Linked DNA regions of Gossypium hirsutum: region 1 is linked to region 2. The links are chromatin contacts, called in public Hi-C maps. All regions are on one chromosome and are shown on one strand. The core of a region is the stretch at or near the end of the contact, and the rest is flanking DNA. Distances in the headings are between cores, read along the strand shown.

What was found. A called contact is a pair of places that touch in the nucleus more often than the background predicts.
Region 1: a contact with region 2 is called in a Hi-C map of leaf, with 2.7 times the contacts expected there. The contact joins the promoter of LOC107894274 here to the promoter of LOC107894410 in region 2. A contact is called at or near these places in 13 of 34 Hi-C or Micro-C datasets (anther, callus, hypocotyl and 3 more).

The regions. Positions count from the first base shown.
Region 1 is chrA08:10,055,135-10,061,041 of Gossypium_hirsutum_v2.1, reverse strand. It overlaps LOC107894274 (histone H1), which reads left to right and starts at 4,576. Exons shown (of 2, transcript XM_016819578.2): 1 at 4,576-4,901; 2 at 5,006-5,907. The coding sequence starts at 4,719. The coding sequence ends at 5,665.
Region 2 is chrA08:9,898,573-9,904,456 of Gossypium_hirsutum_v2.1, reverse strand. LOC107894410 (5-dehydro-2-deoxygluconokinase) reads right to left here and starts at 2,270. Exons shown (of 5, transcript XM_016819757.2): 1 at 1,711-2,270; 2 at 1,359-1,609; 3 at 958-1,249; 4 at 153-305. The coding sequence starts at 2,073. LOC107944207 (iron-sulfur protein NUBPL) reads right to left here. Exons shown (of 9, transcript XM_016879081.2): 5 at 5,605-5,702; 6 at 4,996-5,122; 7 at 4,308-4,393; 8 at 3,725-3,850; 9 at 2,990-3,543. The coding sequence ends at 3,400.

The DNA of each region.
Region 1 (5,907 bases), core at 3,327-5,826, 150 kb before region 2:
AATCATTAAATATTCAAATTTTTAAGTTTTGACAAAACTCTTCAACCTTAGTCAATTTCAAAAAGTAGATAATTTCGAGCGCTGTTAATGTAACTTTCGAGATTCGTCCATAACGTCTAGGTTAGGTTTGGGATGTTACGAGAATCATCTGTTACTTGAATGCTATGGGATTGTTGCACTAGAAGACAATGGGACTCAAGCAAATTGTCACCATTAGTAGGAGGTTCCAGAACCTCTTCCATACAATGTTTGTGTACCATTATTAGAGGTTGAAATAATAATACTAAAAAAAAAAAGAAATGTTGATCAAAGAAAATTAAACTTTACCATTATACACTCGCAATAAAAAATAAACAACTCTAAGATGTAAAGAAAAGAAGTTAAGATTTTCTCGCTTGCAAATTCTAAAGAGTAATCAAACTGAATAATATTCAAAAGATGCGGGATCACTCTCTAACAAAGTTGACCTAAGCCTATAAGAAGCCAATGAAAAACTTGACTTTAAAGAAAGTAAGTTGCACGAAGAAATGAGAGACAACTATTTTCGTAGCTATCAGCACAAGAAGTGAAAATGTGTTAGAATGCGTAAAAGAATAAGAAAAGCTAAAAGTAAAAGAAAACTTAATGCTAAAATCAAAGAAAATAAACTATCCAACTGAAAACCCGAAACAATAGAAAACAACTTGAATTTTTTTGTTCAAGGTGTTCCTGATTTCCAAAGATCACAAAATTTAACTTGGATTCTCCTCAAATAATGTAGATCTGATTTGGAAAATTTCAACATGAAATTCAACCCACAAAATATTTCTTTTCTTTTTTTTGCATCTTTTTTTTTGTTTTTGTACTTTTCGATCATTTTTTTTGTGAGAAATATTTTTTTTATATTCTAATAGAGTTCTAAGAATCAGCATGTTAAACTTCAGATCATTTGGAAAACGTTTACCCACTGAAAAATAATTTTTCTGAAAAAATTTCTGGGTAAAAAGAAAAAAAAAATTGTTTTGAGGTTATTTGCTGGAAATTAGTTTATAAGAACACAAATAACACCTAAAATGCCCAAATTTGATACCAAATGATAGAGAATTGGGCAGAGGAAGCGGAAGAAGGATCGTATTCAAGTTGTTCGACTAGAAAAAATGAATATTTAGATCTGACCTGAAAAGAAAACAACAAAGAAAAACTAAAATAAAAAATTTAAGAACTAAAAACAAATATTCAAAATAATAAAAAATTAAATAAATAAACGAAATTTTGAATGTGGAAGAGGGATCAGATAAACCAATTGATGTGATAGATAGATAGATAAGTGTCCAATTAAACCCTTTGAGATATAAAGATCAAAAAACTCAATTAATGGCTCTAATCAACCCTTCAAGAAATAATACTTAACAAATCAATTAATAGCTCTAATCAACCCTCTAATAAATAATCCTTGACAAATTGAAAGATGAAGAATGAATTCTCATGACTCATTGAAGAAAATCGAGAAGAAAAATAATTCTAAAAATCACAAGAAAGAAATATTGTAAAGAAATTAACAATGTCGAAAACTTTATTAAGAAAAACAATCGTGTGCTTAATGAACAAGGAAGAAGCCTTTATATAGACTAACTAAGTACATTCAAATAAAACTCTAAACTATACTGAAACTTTAATTAATCTAAATAAGAAGTAGTTTTAAACTAAACTTTCTTGTTTGACCAAGAAACAAAAACTCCAAAACAACTTAAAATACTTAAACAATCCAAAATTCAGAATAAATAAGTAATAAAATAATAATACCTAATAAATATATTATTGGGATCATATATAATAAAAATTAAGCCTAAAAATTGAACCCTATATGATTTAAACTCGAATTAAAAGTCGGAAACTCATAATTCCCGTCATAATCCTATCTAGAAATTTTGCTTGTGTAGTTTTCTCTAAAACGATCATAGTTTGAGCTCTCGAACTCGAAATCAAGTGATTCAAAACGCGTTCCAAATTAAGAAATAGATCTAGAAACACTATGTAGGCATCTAAGCCCATAAATGTCTAGATCCTATCAAAAAAATTGTCGCAAGTTGACTAATCTTTTCAGTTTGAAATTGACAACTTGGTTGAATTGACTTTAATAAATTTCACTCATTCCATGCGTGTATCATTCCTCGTTTTCTCAAAAAGATTCATCCTCACATATTGTCTTTAATCGAATCTTGGTTTGATCTACTTAGCATTTGACCTTGTTATTGGCATTGAGGTAATGTAAGCCCATCACATCCATGAGTCTGAAATTGGATCTTGAGACTTGCATCACATAATAAAAGCTCAGTAGTTCTCACAATTAAATAACATTTAATATTTGTATCATATATTAAAATAATATTTATATAATTGTTGAATACTATAAATAATATTTTTTTAACACGCTAAATATTATATATTATGTACAATTATTATTTTAGAATCATATTTTAATATAATATTTATAGTAATTATAAAATATTTTAATAAATTCACATTAAAAATTTTATAAATAATTTATTATTTTTTTGAAAGGAATAAATAAATTATTACAATTTTATTTTATTAATAAATATAATGATTTTAAAAAATTACAAGATATTAATAAGAAATTAGATAAAATATTAGTTTAATCTAATGATAAATTGTCATTTTAAGTTTATTCCTTACCTATTATGAAATATTGCTTTACCTAACCAAACAATATGATACTATTACATGTTTATTCTATTCAACCAACCAAACAACATAAAACCTATTATCTCGCTATTCTATTCCCATTGAATGGTTATAGAATTCCTATTCTATTCCATTTCAGTGAATCAAATATATTGTAAAAGCATATATGGATACTTCAAGAAGTATAATTGTTAGGATAATAATTACTCCATCTTGTGTTCTAATTCTCTATATATATTTACCAAGTAGAATGTAATTATATCTTAATTTCTCATATAATATTTTATAATAAAAATGTAATTTCATAGTTATATAATTACAAAATTGAGTTAAAAAAGAAGTTTGAAGTTCATTATGGCTAATTACCTCACACAATTCCTTAATTCTCAATCCCTCATAAGAATCAAAGCAAGTAATTGTGTGCACTTCATAAACTCAATTCAATGAGATTTATTAATTTTAATAATTACTCATATATATCACATATGTAATTATTAGTAATTACACCCAAATCTAATTACTAAATGAACTTTTTAAATCCATTGAAAATTCTACATGAGAACATCAAGCATGGCTTTGAAGATGTTCTTAAACAAAAGATTTTTAATCCTCCAAGATTAACATCAAACAAGTCTTAGAAGATGTTTGTTTTTATACTTGAACAAACATTTTCAATTTTCTAAGGTTAAAGGTTCAACATCGAAGATACTAATCATTGTAACAAAAATTAGATGATAAATTAACTTAATTCTTCTAATGCTCTTGCTATATAATTAATTGATTTGATTATACTTATAATGGGCTTACATATATATATGGCTTTAGATCAACATTAACATGTTTCATTTAGGTGGAGAAGTTAATGCATAACTTACATATAAGTTTTACATTGAGAAGATTTTGCTCCAAATTAATAAATATGCTTAGATGTAATGTTTTTGAGAAACCCAAGCATTCTATAGGTTATTTTGATGAGATATGATGTGGTGTAGTAAGAACTTTGAATTTATAATCATAGAATAAGATGATTGGAATGAATATTTGAGTATAGGAAATGTGTAATTAGACAATAGTAATAGAGCATACATGCTAAGCAAATGTTCACATGTTAAAAAAGAAAGATTTATATTGCTACCTTAATTAATGGATATACAATTTTTGTTTGATTCACATTTTATGTTTAAGGTTAACAAATGTAATGAATAATGTGACATACAACATAACAAATCAAGTTTTGTTTTGGATTAAATATGGTTCCAATTTTTGATTTGCCATGAATTGAATGATATGTGTATTGTCACACATGCCAAAAGGACATGTTCAACTTCAACAACATTTGAAGTGAAAAATTTCCATCCAATTCTTAACCAAATTTCATGATTCTTGAAGCATTAGTTTCCTTTGTTAATCTATTATCAAATAAGATGCAAAAATTTTGGATTCATAACAAGCATTTTCTTAAATTCCTCCTAAACCACAATAACATCATGGTAAACCATGGTTTTGACCAATGTAGCTTCAAAATCAAATATCTTACAAATGAATTGTCCAAAAAATATGTAAAAATATTCATTAGAAAGCTTATATAATAAACTTAACAATGGAAAAAATTTCAAAAAAAATTATAAGCTATAACTTAAGTCATGGTCAAACCAATCGAGACCAAAAGCACACCTAAAATGCTCAAAACATCAATTCTTCCTCATTCCTCCCCACCCATTCCCTTGCGCCCCTTAATCTTCAACCGTAGATATCGCCTTATCTAACGATCCGTATTTAAACTTAAGACAGACAGGGATCCGCGTGATAGTTGTCTCCACCAATCAAAATTCATCTTATGGATACCGTCTTTCTCACATTTGACTATTTAAATCCCTTCATTTCCGTCACCTTCCTCCCACAACGAAATTACCAGTACATCTTCGCTTTGAGATTAGATCCAAAATTCCCCTTTCATCATATTTCCGATTCCCCAATTTTTCCTGAAACCCTAATCCTAATCCCGGATTCTTCTCGTCTACATCGTCTAGCAAATGGCAACCGAGGAGCCGGCAGTCGTGGCAGACCCCGCACCGGAGACGGAGGAGGACAAGACTGCTGAGACCAAAGCTACTTCAAAATCTGGCAGAGCAAAGAAAACCAAAGAACCCAAAACCAAGAAAGCTGCAGCTCCTCGGAAACCACGGGCTGCTCCTACTCATCCACCTTACGAAGAGGTACTTCATGATTCACAAAATATACTGTTATTTGTTTTTTATTTTTTGTTTTTTTTGCTATTCTGGGTCTGATCGCGTATTGATACTCGATTGGTTTGTTACAGATGATCAAAGATGCGATCGTTACTTTGAAAGAGAGGACAGGTTCAAGTCAGTACGCCATTGCTAAGTTCATTGAAGAGAAACAGAAGAATCTTCCTGGGAATTTCAAGAAGCTTCTTCTTGTCCATTTGAAGAAGCTTGTGGCTGCTGGGAAGTTGGTCAAAGTTAAGGCTTCGTATAAACTTCCATCGGCTAGATCTTCGAAGACGGCTACTGCTGCTTCTGCTCCTGCAAAAAAGAAAACGGCTACTACTAAGTCGAAGTCTAAGCCTGCCTCAAAGCCTAAGGAAGGGAAGAGTACAAAAGCTACTCCTAAAGCGAAGGCCAAGACAAAAACTACTTCGAAGGCCAAGAGTAAGCCGGCGGCTAAGCCAAAGGCTACTTCTAAGGCGAAGGCTGCTCCAGCCAAGACTAAGGCAGTGGCTTCTGTGAAGCCGAAGACTACTGCAGCTACAAAGCCAAAAGCTGCAGCCAAGCCTAAGGACAAGCCGGTTAAGGCTTCGAGGACTTCAACTAGGACGTCCCCCGGAAAGAGGGCTGCTGCTCCCAAGCCTGCTGCGAAGAAGGCTCCTGCGGCTAAAAAAGCTCCGGCGAAGAGTGTAAAGCCGAAAAGTGTCAAGTCACCGGCGAAGAAAGCCACGTCGAGGAGGGGAAAGAAATGAGAGAAGAGAGGGTGGTCAACGTAGGGGTAGTTTTGTAAATTCGAGTGAAGTTTAGTTGGTGTATTTGGGTCCGTACCCAGGAAAATATGACATCGGATCTTATCTGTTCTTGGAACTTTTCTTCGAGGGGTTGTTTTTTTTTTTGGTTGTTGTTGATTGACGCTAAATTTTTATATTCCTTAGTTTAAAGGCAGATTTTAGATGTAATTTTTCAGTTGAATGGATTATGAGATGAAATCAGA
Region 2 (5,884 bases), core at 1,021-3,520:
TGAACTTTAAAAATACATTTTCAACCTAAAATGAAAGGCATCCAAGCTTAAAGCAACTTGACAACTTATTCAAGGAATTTCCATAAATAACAATCACCATGTAGCTAAACACTTTTTAAAGTTTTCGGATATACAAGGAAGCTATAACTCACCTTAAATGCAGATGCACAAGTAATACCGGACTTGGTTATCAGAATTGAACCCTTAGGGCCCATCTTCACAACCACCCATTTCGTGCAGTTTCCTTTCCTCAGCAACTCCTGCCCTGCAAGAATCGGGTCCACTAGGCCAGTTAAAGATTCAGCCTGAAAGTCCATAAATGTAAGTAATTAGGTAAACAGCCAAAAGAGGCTATTAGATAGATATATTCCACATCAAATACCATAAAAGCCCAAATACTTCCGACTGGGATATCCAACCCTCCGAAGCTGCGGGCATACCTAATATTAATCAAAGAATGAAGAACACTCATGTTCTATAACCTAAAAACACCTGTCTTTTTTCAGGCAAAGGGAGACGAATATTGATAAAATGAATGCACGTATAGAGTTCAGCATTTTCATCTCGGATAGTTGACAAATATTCTTAGATTGATGGTTCAGCTAAAGAACTAATCAGTAAAGGAACAATCATTCCAAGTGATTAGACAAAAGTTGAGATGATTCGGGCATGAATTGAAACAGGTCTAATAGGAGACTGGACCATCAGGTTCAACTTGAAGGTGCTTTGACCACGCTTAGACAACAAGGAACAAAAAGGACTGCTGCAAAAATATAGAAAGAAAAGGCCATGGCCTGCACTTTACGAACGATCAAGTGAAGCAACTTCAGAAAGTTGAAATGATTACAATTACATCAAAATGAGATATGAAAGCATTGGAAGATAGATATACAAGCACAACACAAACAGAGAATAAAGGAAAATAGAATGAAAATGTCCATAGATTCAGAAAAGCACCTCGTCAGATGTTAGAAGGAGGACATCACTCATCCTCAAGAAATGCTTAAGTGCTTTTTGCTCTTCCGCAGTTCCACTTAAAAGACTCTTCCCACGCGGCCCTGGATCGAAAAACACCGATGTGCCAACTTCGACTGCATACTCCACAGCTGAGATTATCATATGAGGGGAAAGCTCATCAAAGTCATAACCATTACAAAACAGGATTCTCGAGCGTTTAATTGCCCTCTTTACTTCTTCAGAAAGTGTATTCATCCAGCTAAAAGCAGGTTCCTTACTAAAATCCGCCCGACTAATGAAACAAAAACAAAACCATAAAACTTCAGCAACAATTTTCTCAACCAAATTTCGTGCACATCATTAAAAAAACAGCCAAAAGACGAGGTTTTTTTTTTATTTACCTGCAAAAGCCATGTTTTTGCAAAGGGTCAACAAGAACCCAGCATAAGAGGGTTTCATAAGAAGAACTAGGGGCGTTGAGAACATCAGTTTCTTCACTCATTCCAACCATACCAATTCCTTCAGCTTGAAGCAAATCTTCAAGAAACTTCCCATAAATTTCATTACCAACGTGACCTATTGCAACACACTTAAGTCCCAGCCTTGCAGCTGCTATAGCCATATTACAGTTTCCACCAGCTTCCCAGTATTGCTGTGACCCAAAAAGAGAATAAATTTGAAAACCCATTTGGAAAAAGAGGACCATTCCTTTTACCATTATCCAAAAAACTAGGGAAAGAAATCATTTTTTACCTTATCGGGAGGAGAGGAGGATAACTGCTCCATGAAGGCCTTGCGAGAATCTGGGGAAGGAGGGGGTAATTTAGGAACATTGAGGACAATATCGACGCAGAGGTTGCCGAGAGTGGCGACATCGACGGTTTTGACGGCGGCGGGTTTGGTAGCGTTGGAAGAGTGGAAAGAGCAAGAGGGGTGATTGAGCAGTGGGGTATGGAAACCCCGGCAAGAGAAGGCAGAGTAGGGAGATTTGGTGATGGTCTTGTTAGGATGGAGGGAAAAGGGAAAGAGGACGCGAGAAGGGATAGGGGTGGAATAGTGAAGGTGGGGAGGGAAAGGGAATTGGGTGTTCTTAAAGGCTACTGATTGGTGATTCATTCAGCTGAATGCCTAAGTGAAAATGCGTCAAAAAAACTGATGATGACGACGAAGAAGAAGAAATGGAAGTTGAGAGCAAACAAATTGGAATAGTAGTTTCAAAATAAAAACTATGCTTTAAACTGAAAAGGAAAAGGTCACGGAATAAATGAATGGGTGGCGATTGGCTAAAGATGTTACCTTTTTTATTTCCAAAGGGTTGAGTCAATCAAAGTTCCAACTCTCATAACAATATTTATTATCAAATTTAATTAATTAATTTGTACATATTATATTAAAAAGTAAATTAATTTTATTTTAGAAATTTTATTCAATTTATTAAAAAAAAATCTATTTGTACATTAGCTGATAAAATAGTTAAATAATAGAAATGAATTAAATTTTTAATAGAAAGATTAAATTTGTTAATAGAAGAGAGAAAAAAGTAACGACTCCTATAAAAGACTTGTTTTATGTTCATTCATCTTTTTACTTTTGATTTCCAGTGAAGGATTCCTAGATGGAATCTGCAATTATGTCGTCACTTTCTTTCATTTCTACATTATTTTCATCTTTTTATCTTTTCTTTTCCAAAAAAAAAGGATAAAGTTTGCTTACAAAGTTGAATGGAGAAGTTAAATCCATCATAATTTTCATTAGAATGGTTTTCAAAGACCTTTGAATAGCTCGTAATTGTCTTTAGAAAAAGATAGAATCTATGTTTATCTGGATTGTATTACAGGTTAACTTTTCAAACAATATAATCTTAAGAAAAGTTCAAGAATAAATGTGGCAGGGGTTTTCTTTGGCAGAAAGAGTGACCGCTATAAAAATAGCATATAAATATGCTCAAATTACATTATTCAATGTATCATTGATTTAAGACTTCAACATCTTTGGCCTATTTGAACGATTCAAAACTCAAGTACCAAAAGTGTTGCAACACCCAACCTATGTTTTTTCAATTTCGAAAATTTAAATCATTTCAGTGTCATCTATTTTCAGAATAGTAAATTAACATGAAACAATCAAGAAACCGTGTCCGGCATCCATGTAAAGACAGACCAGATAAAAATGTACAGATCAAGGGCTCATCCCTTCCATCTGCGGTGCAGAAATGCAGACTGGTTATCGTATGCTCCTAGCTAAACTGGTCTCAGTGTGTACTTCATCAAATAAGTTTTCCTAATCACTATGGTCCCAAATGCTTAATAGTGTCATCGAATGACCAAAAATGCTCAAACTCAAAAATTATTTATATCAAGATGAACAAAGCACCACCACGAAAGCACAGGAATGGAGATGGATGGCACGAGTAAACTTCACTGACCAACCTCAAGAGTAGTTTCATGCCTTTGCCAGATCCTCAAGTCTCATGACAACAGTTTGAGCTACATCATGGTAAGCCTTGGAGACAGCGGAATCAGGTGCTGATACCACTATCGGCATGCCTTTGTCACAGCCTTTCCTAATGTCCAATTCAATGGGTATCTGAGAAGGTATTGGTAACGGATCATATAAATTTGCAGCTTTGAATATTAGCAGCTACGTTAAACAATATAAATAGCCATCAAGTTAGGCCAAAGAAAGTCCTCCTTAATGATTTTTGATTTGTTATAGCTAGTCACTTTAATACTTGCTTGTAGTTGGTTAACTTTAATCAACAACTGACCTCACCAACAAGTTGCAAACCCATCTCAGCTGCTGTTTTACGGGCTCCACCAGCACCAAAGATGAACGAAGCTTCACCACAGTGTGGACACTTGAAGCAGCTCATGTTCTCTATTAATCCCAAAATCTGTAAAAGCAGTCGGAATTTCAAAATTAACTCCACAAGAGTAGAGAGGGTATAGTTGTTATAATTATCTATAGTCATAACAAAACTATTACATCACACCGTAAGGAAGTTCTATGGAAGGTGCTGACACCATTCACATGCTCAAAAAGCTTAGCCAATATGCTTTAATGCAGCCATGCACTGTTGGCAACAGTTCAGATATTATACTTTTCCCAGAAAGAATTTCATAAAACCAAAATCTTTCAATGACAACAATGACATTTCTATCCCACAAACAGATTTATAACTTAAAGTACTAAGTAACAGGAACTGACAATATAAATACGTAATATCACATGCAGTTGAATGCAGTCATTTTTCAAAACTTCATAACAATACCAAATTTAGGCACCATACACAAATTTTCAACAAGCTTTGCAGGCCTGATGAGAGAATACATGCAGAACTTATGACTTACAGGAACTTGAACTTTAGAGAACATTCTAACTCCTCTACGAGCATCAATCAGTGCAACATCTTGTGGGGTTGAAACTATTAACGCACCTAAGAAAAACAAACAATGATTAAAGAAAAAAAACCATCAAACATAAGTTTTTGAATTTAATGAATATATCAGATAGGGCAAGTGAAGTAAGATATGCTTCCCTTCATTTCTGTTTGTCCCCTTCAAGGATGTTGGTGGTTGGACAGTAGGAAAGGAAATAGAGTTTGGGGAGAGGGTAAAAGTGATGTTCTTATCCTTCTCAAACTAGACCTTAGAAAATAAAAGACATCATAATTTTAGCCTCTTATTCGCGCAAGAAAGAATCGGGAGAAGGTGATGGCAAAAAGGTAACATAGTAAGGTAGTAATTATTTTCATTCAAGCTATTGTGATGTCAAAGCGATTCAACTTTATCAAGGAAATCACCTAAAAATCATATATAGGCACAAATGATCTGAATGATGATGACATTAATGAGGTTTGATAGATGAAGCTTGAATTTACATAGCGAGTAGAACACCCATCCAGCAAAAAAGGTATTTCATGTTTTATGACTAGTCCAAGCTCATCTTGATTTTGATATATGTCAGTTTTCAAGCACAGTACCAAACACTTTCTACCAAAAGAAGGGGAAAAAAAGAAGCTAAAATTTTATTATCCACCTGACAACTGAAGCTTCTGGGACATAGTTAGTTGTGCATCACCTGTGCCAGGGGGCATATCCACCACAAGGATATCAAGAACTCCCCAAGCAACTTCCCTCGACATTTTCTGAAGAGCACTCATCACCTGAAATAAATTTAAGCTATCAAAAAATACCATGTAAACTTAAAATGTGAGAAGGAATGTTTAAAACAGTTTAGCTTCCAAAATTCTTAAGATTGGAAAATGCATTTGTTAGACAGGTAACACATATTATGAGCAGTCTTTTTTTTGCAGGGGTTGTAGGTTTTATGAATAACAAAAGTAGGCAAAGGATGGAAATACACAAGTTCCAATTTATGGGACATACTCTCAAATGAAGCAACTGTGACTTATAACACAATATCTACATTATATGAAATAGGGAAGCCAACTCAACTAAGGTTGGATTTGAAACTAATAGGCTGGCAGCACAATCTTGCTTTCTCTGCTCTCTGAATGTAAGAAGAGATAGATGGACAGCTGGATTGTTAAACAAGCCACTTTTTACACAGAAGCTATAACAATGTTTATGTTCCAGCATGAATGAGGGCAAGAAAAAGAACAAGAAACTTTATAAATTAGAATACCATGGGGCCTCTCCAGACAATTGGTGCATCCTTATCCACCAGGAATCCCATTGACATACACTTCACTCCATAGTTTTCAATAGGAATCATCTTCATATCTGTGCGTGTGTGTATGAGAGAGAGAGAGCTTTAAAAACATATCTCATATAAAAGGTAAGAAATGATTGTAAACTATGTAGCTAAAATTCTGCTGTCAATGATTCTTTCTGAGCTAGCCTAAAAGACCACACAATTTTTGACTCAGGCATGCATCGATCCAATTCTTATTAAACTAGAGATA